2 separate regions of the Salvelinus alpinus genome follow, and region 1 is linked to region 2. Evidence: chromatin contacts called from public Hi-C data. All regions are on one chromosome and are shown on one strand. Each heading gives the region's core, a stretch centred on a gene start, on an enhancer-like site or on the middle of the called end of the contact. The rest is flanking DNA. Distances are from core to core; before and after follow the strand shown.

The links. A called contact is a pair of places that touch in the nucleus more often than the background predicts.
Region 1: a Hi-C map of muscle shows a contact between it and region 2, with 8 times the contacts expected there. The contact joins the promoter of parp12a here to the promoter of rxylt1 in region 2. A contact is called at or near these places in 3 of 3 Hi-C or Micro-C datasets (liver, muscle and red muscle).

Annotation. Positions count from the first base shown.
Region 1 is chr15:47,393,093-47,397,022 of SLU_Salpinus.1, forward strand. parp12a (poly (ADP-ribose) polymerase family, member 12a) reads left to right here and starts at 2,658. Exons shown (of 12, transcript XM_071343811.1): 1 at 2,658-3,044; 2 at 3,912-3,930. The coding sequence starts at 2,728. LOC139540195 (SLIT-ROBO Rho GTPase-activating protein 1) reads left to right here. Exons shown (of 22, transcript XM_071343810.1): 22 at 1-76.
Region 2 is chr15:47,220,352-47,224,298 of SLU_Salpinus.1, forward strand. rxylt1 (ribitol xylosyltransferase 1) reads left to right here and starts at 2,268. Exons shown (of 6, transcript XM_071343807.1): 1 at 2,268-2,800; 2 at 3,009-3,188; 3 at 3,347-3,449; 4 at 3,554-3,868. The coding sequence starts at 2,653.

The DNA of each region.
Region 1 (3,930 bases), core at 1,408-3,907, 170 kb after region 2:
AATATCTTAACTTTTAGAGCTATTTGAGGGTTGTTCCTCAAAGGTTTTTCTTTCTAATAAAGGCAATTGTTCAGTCTGAAGTGGTCTTGTCCTCTTGTAATAAAATTAGCACTGCGCATGTTGTCAGCAGCACTATAAACCTCTGGTCATTGTGTTAAAGGATATACTTCACTATTTACAACTATACAACTAATTATATCTTACTCTGAAGAAAACGGGTGCAGTTGAAGTCGGAAGTTTACATACACTTAGAATACTTAGTCATTAAAACTAGTTTTTCAACCAATCTACACATTTCTTGTTAACAAGCTATAGTTTTGGCAAGTCGGTTAGGACATCTACTGTGTGCATGACACAAGTAATTTTTCCAAAAATTGTTTACAGACAAATTATTTAACTTATAATTCACTGTATCACAATTCCAGTGGGTCAGAAGTTTACATACACTAAGTTGACTGTGCCTTTAAACAGCTTGGAAAATTCCAGATAATGATGTCATGGCTTTAGAAACTTCTGATAGGCTAATTTACATAATTTGAGTCAATTGGAGGTGTACCTGTGGATGTATTTCAAGGCCTACCTTCAAACTCTGTGCCTCTTTGCTTGACATCATGGGAAAAGAAATCAGCCAAGACCTCAGAAAAAGTCTGGTTCATCCTTAGGAACAATTTCCAAACACCTGAAGGTACCATGTTCATCTGTACAAACAATAGTACGCAAGTATAAACACCATGGGAACACGCAGCTGTCATACCGCTCAGGAAGGAGACGCGTTCTTTCTCCTAGAGATGAACGTACTTTGGTGCGAAAAGTGCCAATCAATCCCAGAACAACAACAAAGGACCTTGTGAAGATGCTGGAGGAAACAGGTACAAAACTATCTATATTCACAGTAAAACAAGTCCTATATTGACATAACCTGAAAGGCCGGTCAACAAGGAAGAAGTCACTGCTCCAAAACTGCCATAAAAATGCCAGATTGCGGTTTGCAACTGCACATGGGGAAAAAGTTGTACTTTTTGGAGAAATGTCCTCTGGTCTGATGAAACAAAAATAGATCTGTTTGGCCATAATGACCATCGTTATGTTTGGAGGAGAAAGGGGGAGGCTGGCAAGCCGAAGAACACCATCCCAGCAAGCACGGGGTTGGCAGCATCATGTTGTGGGGGTGCATTGCTGCAGGAGGGACTGGTGCACTTCACAAAATAGATGGCATCATGTGGCAGGAAAATTATGTGGATATATTGAAGCAACATCTCAAGACATCAGTCAGGAAGTTAAAGCTTGGTCGCAAATGTGTCTTCCAAATGGACAATGACCCCAAGCATACTTCCAAAGTTGTGGCAAAATGGCTTAAGGACAACAAAGTCAAGGTATTAGAGTGGCCAGCACAAAGCCTTGACCTCAATCCTATAGAAAATTTGTGGGCAGAACTGAAAAAGTGTGTGCAAGCAAGGAGGCCTACAAACATGACTCAGTTACACCAGCTCTGTCAGGAGGAATGGGCAAAAATTCACCCAACTTATTGTGGGAAGCTTGTGGAAGGCTACCTGAACCGTTTGACCCAAGTTAAACAATTTAAAGGCAATGCTACCAAATACTAATTGAGTGTATGTAAACTTCTGACCCACTGGGAATGTGATGAAAGAAATAAAAGCTGAAATAAATCATTCTCTCTACTATTATACTGACATTTCACATTCTTAAAATAAAGTGGTGATCCTAACTGGGAATTTTTACTAGGATTAAATGTTAGGAATTGTGAAACTGAGTTTAAATGTATTTGCATAAGGTGTATGTAAACTTCCGACTTCAACTGTATAAGACCTAAACTGATATGTTTGAAAGTCCATAAGAATAAACCGCACCATTCAATTCACACAAATTAAGGGGTTACATATAGTAAATGCCATTGAGTTCCTTATTCTCTAGCGGCTAGCCCATATTTAAGTCTGACGTAGAGTTAGTGCTGCTGCATATGGTGCCTTCAGAAAGTATTCATGCCCCTTGACTTATTCAATTTTTCTGTATTACAGCTTGAATTCAAAATGGATTAAATATGTATTTTTTTCTCCACCACCTACACACGATACCCCATATTGACAAAGTGAAAACATGTTTTTACAAATGTTTAGTAATTTATTAGAGATTTCTCATTTACATAAGTATTCACACCCCTGAGTCAATACTTTGTAGAAGCAACTTGACAGGTAACAAAAGTTGCCTGCGAGTTCTATTGTTCATTGCTATACTGTAATGCCATCGTGTGACCATTAGGTATTATTACATGAATTTATGTATTTCATGTTTTACATAACACAGTGGAATAAAAAGCAGAGGTTATGCAAAATCCTATGTTGGTCATATAAACAGAGGACCTGGTAGTGTGAATTTTCAACAACTACCAAATTGTCCATGTTGAAAGCAGCACTAGCTTCCACAGCCACAGTCATAAACCCCGACCATTTCTACTTTAAATGTTAAACCTAACCTTAACCTCACTGCTAACCTTGTGCCTAACCAAAAATACAAAATTATATATTTTTTCATGAATTTTTACAATATTATAGAACCTTTTGACGTTATGGCTGTGAAATCTAGTGGAACCCGGTTTAAAGGGCACGACTCGAGCTTTGACTTTCAGTTTCGTTTCTCCGGAAGTGTGACTGACGACCAATTGCAAATTGGGTGAGGTTCATAAAATATAATTTCTCCGACCGAAACACGATGTCGTCTGTCGTGTCTCAATATGTAACAAAAATTCTGTGTGGAAATCAAGGATGCTTGGACTTCAAGCAGCTTGACCAGATCGTTGGTCAAAAGTTTACTGTTGCAGATGAGGTCCTCCTTGGAATACTTTGTGACAGAGGAAAATATGCCATCAGTAAAGGCGAAGGAAAGGCCTCGCGTCTCGCTATGAGCCAGAACAGTGTTATTGTTGCAAAGACTTCACTGCGAGTCTGTCAAAGCCCTCCTGGCGATTGTCTTCATTGCGAGAACTTACACCTGTGCAGATACTTTGTATGCGGTAACTGCAGGTTCGGGTAGGTGTCATGTTCTGTCAGACTATATAAACATTATTTGTTTTATCTCAGTGGAACTACAGATGTTTCATATCATAGGTAAATACTCTGAGGTAAAATTAGTTTCATATTGGATATTCGGTTCTCTCCTCAATAGCAATTGAACAAGGCATGCTATGGCTATACAACTGGTATATTTTGAATCGGGTGAATGGAGAACAATCCGCTACTTTTATTTATAATAACAAAGATTGAATAGTTCTTAAACAAATCATGTCATGACAATGAAAATTATATCTGAATCAAGGGAAGATGGAGAACAATCCATGTTTTTTTTTTTTTAAGTAAATTGAAATCCAGAAAAGTCTTCAATAGCTCTTAGATTTCAATCTTCTATAGCTCTTAAACAAAGCGTGCCGTGACTATGAAAATTATGTATTCTGAATCAAGGGAGATGGAGGCCCCCCGCCCAAAAAAGGTATGGATTTTTCTCCATCTTCCCATGATCCAGAATATATAATTTTCATAGTCACGGCACGATTTGTTTAAGAGCTATTGACAGAGAGAACTGAATATCCAATATTTAGTAATGTTGATAATTCGGGTGTAGAATCTGCTATTGTTACACTTTGACCACAAACACACCTGTTGTAACTGGCCCTGTGACTCATTCATTTGCAATGAGTATTGGATATCATAAGCTTTGATTGGACTAGTTAGTGAATAGATATAGTAGCTAACAACAACATATTTTTGCTGAGGAGCCAACAGCATTGTTGACCTGACTAATGCTTGAAAGTTAGTCATGTGACTCTTTTGTTGTCTTGGTTTTGTTGCTCATCTTTTGTCAATGTACTTACATTGTTTGCATTTCTCTTTAAACTCTAGGAACAAGTGCAAAAATGCC
Region 2 (3,947 bases), core at 1,018-3,517:
CTCCGTGTAGGAGGCCTGCTGTATAGCCCTGACCCTCCGTGTAGGAGGCCTGCTGTATAGCCCTGACCCTCCGTGTAGGAGACCTGCTGTATAGCCCTGACCCTCCGTGTAGGAGACCTGCTGTATAGCCCTGACCCTCCGTGTGCGAGACCTGCTATATAGCCCTGACCCTTGCCACTTCATACTCTTTTATCCTAACCAGGCACTCCGGGGAATTGAGAACATGGTTGCCATCACAATTACAACATTGTACACCCTCAGATTCTTCAACAACATTCCTTCGGCACACACTTGATACATGTCCGTATCTTTAGCAATTTCGGCTAAACAACGGCTTGAACACAAAAGCTATCTTAACATATCCCACCTTCACATGTGAAGGGAGATACTCTTCGTCAAACATAAACAATACTGACAGACTTTCTTCTTTTCCCCCATCCACTACACGGTTCATCCGGTGTGCTCCAACTACTCCTGGTATGCTCCTCGTAACCACGAGTCCTCCACATCCAACGTAATGTCAGAGATGACACCTTTTAACGGTGCTACAAAAATCTAAACTCTTCACTTCAAAGGTCCATCTGCGGGTTTTCACTGCTCCCTTGTACTTGATTGATTAATTAAGGTCACTAATTAGTAAGGAACTCCCCACACCTGGGGTTTAATTGAAAGGGAAAACACTAAAACCTGCATACACTAGGCCCTCCTTGGTATGAGTTTGACACCCCTGGTCTACATGAGATTATTATGCATATTTTTATTTGTCAAAAGGCAGTCAAGCATCAATCATCATGTCACCAAAATAAAACCCTCAATATTTATTGAAAAGGAGCATCAAGACCCCCTGTGCACTTTCACCTCCCTGTGAAGTTAATCATTTATTTAATCTGTAGCCTAATAAACTGCATGGTTTCCCAAGTCATAGCGGGAGGAACACACACCATACCATCGCGTGACTCCAAGTTTACTTTGATATGATGGTTATTATATCAATATTTGCGCATAAAGGCATTCCAACACTATTTCTCTCATTATTAATTTTACCAACACAAAAAGATCCCACCATGTCGAATGAACAAATTCTGTCGTCATTTATAAAATTGTACTGAAAATACATGTTTCCATCACAGCTGTTTATATTTTTTTTTGGGGGGGGTGGTGTGACTTTACTCACATAAAAAATTGGGATGGAAACACCATGTGTTTGATGACATTCCAATTGCTCCTTTCCAGACATTTATTATGAGCCATCCTCCACTCAGCAGCCTACACTAATGGAAACATAGTTACTGACTCAAATTAATGAAATTAGTATAAATAATTGTTCCTTTGACTGAACGAATCGAAAAGATCACAATGAGTAAAAAGACTCGACCTTTCCATCGCTAGAAAAAGACCAGTGAGGTCTTCCCTATGCCTTAACCAGAGATACCTTTAAGGAGATGCAAAAATCCACTGGAATCGTAATAACACCCATCGTGTACGTTGCCCATGCGTTATCAATGAGCCGCGCGGTGCATTCTGGGACAAGGAGAGCTCTACTTTAAGGTGTAATGGGAGTCAATTGGGTGCTAGCTCAAAAAATATATATTGGCATACGTCTCGTCAACAAGAAGTACAACATAACAAATATTTTCGGAGATGTGAGATAATTAACTTATCTGTAATATCACATAGCTTTGGAATCTTGACATTAAGTACTTTCGAGGTAAATAGGCAGGTTTCTAGATTCGGTTTAGCAACCGCGTGACGCTTTATGACAACGTGAACGCGATTGGTCGACAGTGTGCTGGGTGAGACCTTATACATTCACCCATTTATTGCCCAGTGGGATTCATATCTCCTCCTTTCTCTAATAAATCTGCCTTAACCACAGAGTTTTTAAACCCAGAGGGGCAACATTGCGAGACTTTCGGGAAAGCTTGTGAAGCAGGCCAGGGTTTGAGTAGTCAATGAGAGAAGTTTTATATTTTTTTATTTATCGAAATCTAAAGGCACAACCTAGATTCGAGCCAATGTTTTAAGTAATTGTACATGTTATTAGTCCAACCTGTTAAAAGTGATAAACTGCACCTTTTCATTTTCGTCAAACACTATTTTATATTGGATTGCCTTTGATTTGATGGCAAGCACATGCGCAGTTTGGCGTTTGTCGACCGTTAGACCCGATTACGTGTTTCTGCGCATGAGTTTAGCTAGACAACGTCGCCATGACATCGCCTACGAGCGTGATCGTGGATTTATAAAGGATAAGCAGTTTCTGTCTTTGTCTTAACTGGCAGCTCGCTCCGCTTTACGTACGTCCTGGGTAACATCCGGGATTATGTTTCAACGCGCAGTCTCAATTCTTATAACATCTTTGTAAGCAATTTGTTTTGTATTTAATTTCAATTATGCCACACGAGTCGCTTTAATTATCAAAATAGAAATCGGTTCTGTATGACGATAAGAAGAAAATGCTTCACGTAGATTAATTCCAAAAGGGGAATCATTTTTCTCCGGCAAATCTTATGCCAGCCTTTGAGCTGGGTCCTTGAACTGTAAACAGTCGCCTTTGATTGCTTTCTCAGTGTTTCCGAGACAACGAGCTGTACATATATTGGTCACTTTAACTGATACTCGAGTGCAGAATGGTAACGTGAGAAGGAAAACATGAAAAAACATAACAGAAAAATATTCATCCTGATAGTTTTTGTGTATGTGGTGTTTTCCTTGTATGCTGCATACAACGTGTTTTTTAATACGAAGGTGATCACCCGTGTCCACAGAGTGGTGAAGAAAATTACAGTCGCAACCTCAGGTAAATTACCTAGCTAGCTACTTATCTGACAAAATAAACTCACTGTCCATAGTTTGCGGGTCATGTCCAATGCTGTATATGATCATATACAGTCAACACGTGAATACCCTGACATGGTTATGGACTGGTCATGTGAATTGGCTATTTGAAAACCACTAACTAGCTAGCTCCAATAAGTGTTCTTGTACTGTTGTTTTGGTGATTACAGGTGGTGGTGTTGTGGCTCCTTACATTGGGGATGATGTGTGGAACCCTTGGGAGGATGAGCAGGCTAATGCGCTTTCTGCTCTGCACAAACAGAGGGAGGCTTTCAGACAATACCAGGAGCGCATTGACAAGAACAGGCCCAAGAGATACAAAGTTCAAATCTGGGGGAAAGCGGCCATAGGTAATGCTTTTTTAGGGATCTTCTGTGATAAGTTGTACAATATTGCTTGATATCTCTTTGTTGTTTGACGCTTCCTCTTACAATGTTAGGTTACATTATGGCGTAAAAAACATTCTTATGGATATTGTCCCTCTGAAGTAACTCCTCTCTTCTATCAGGACTTTACCTTTGGGAACATATTTTAGAAGGTCCCCTCAGCCCCACTGACATACAAGCACAGTGGAGAGAGGGGGAGATACAGGTGGGAAAGATAGATTTCAGGTAAGGCATCACAAATGAGACTCCTATCACAATATAAGATGCATATGATCTAGCTGATGTCAGCTATTCTGACAGCCCTCCACCCACCATCTGTCTGTCTGTAGTTTCTACACAGGCCCAGCGGTGATCCAAGGCCACGTTCCTCTGGACACAGACAGTGTGGTTCTGGTGCTGAACGGCCGGGAGCAGCAGAAGATCTCCTACGCCACCCGGTGGCTGCAGCATGTCCAGACCTTGATGCAGTTCCACGCTGTGAATCGTGTGGCTGTGGTTCTGCTGGGCAGCGAGCGCTGCACCAACGACTGGATCAGCCCCTACCTGAGGAGGCACGGGGGCTTTGTGGACCTGCTCTTCCTGGTCTATGACAGCCCCTGGGTCAACGACAAGGATGTCTTCCAGTGGCCCCTTGGAGTAGCCACGTAGGTCATCTGAACCCTTATTCATAAAGTGTCAGAGAAGGAGTGCTAATCTAGGATCAGTTATATCTTTGAGATCATA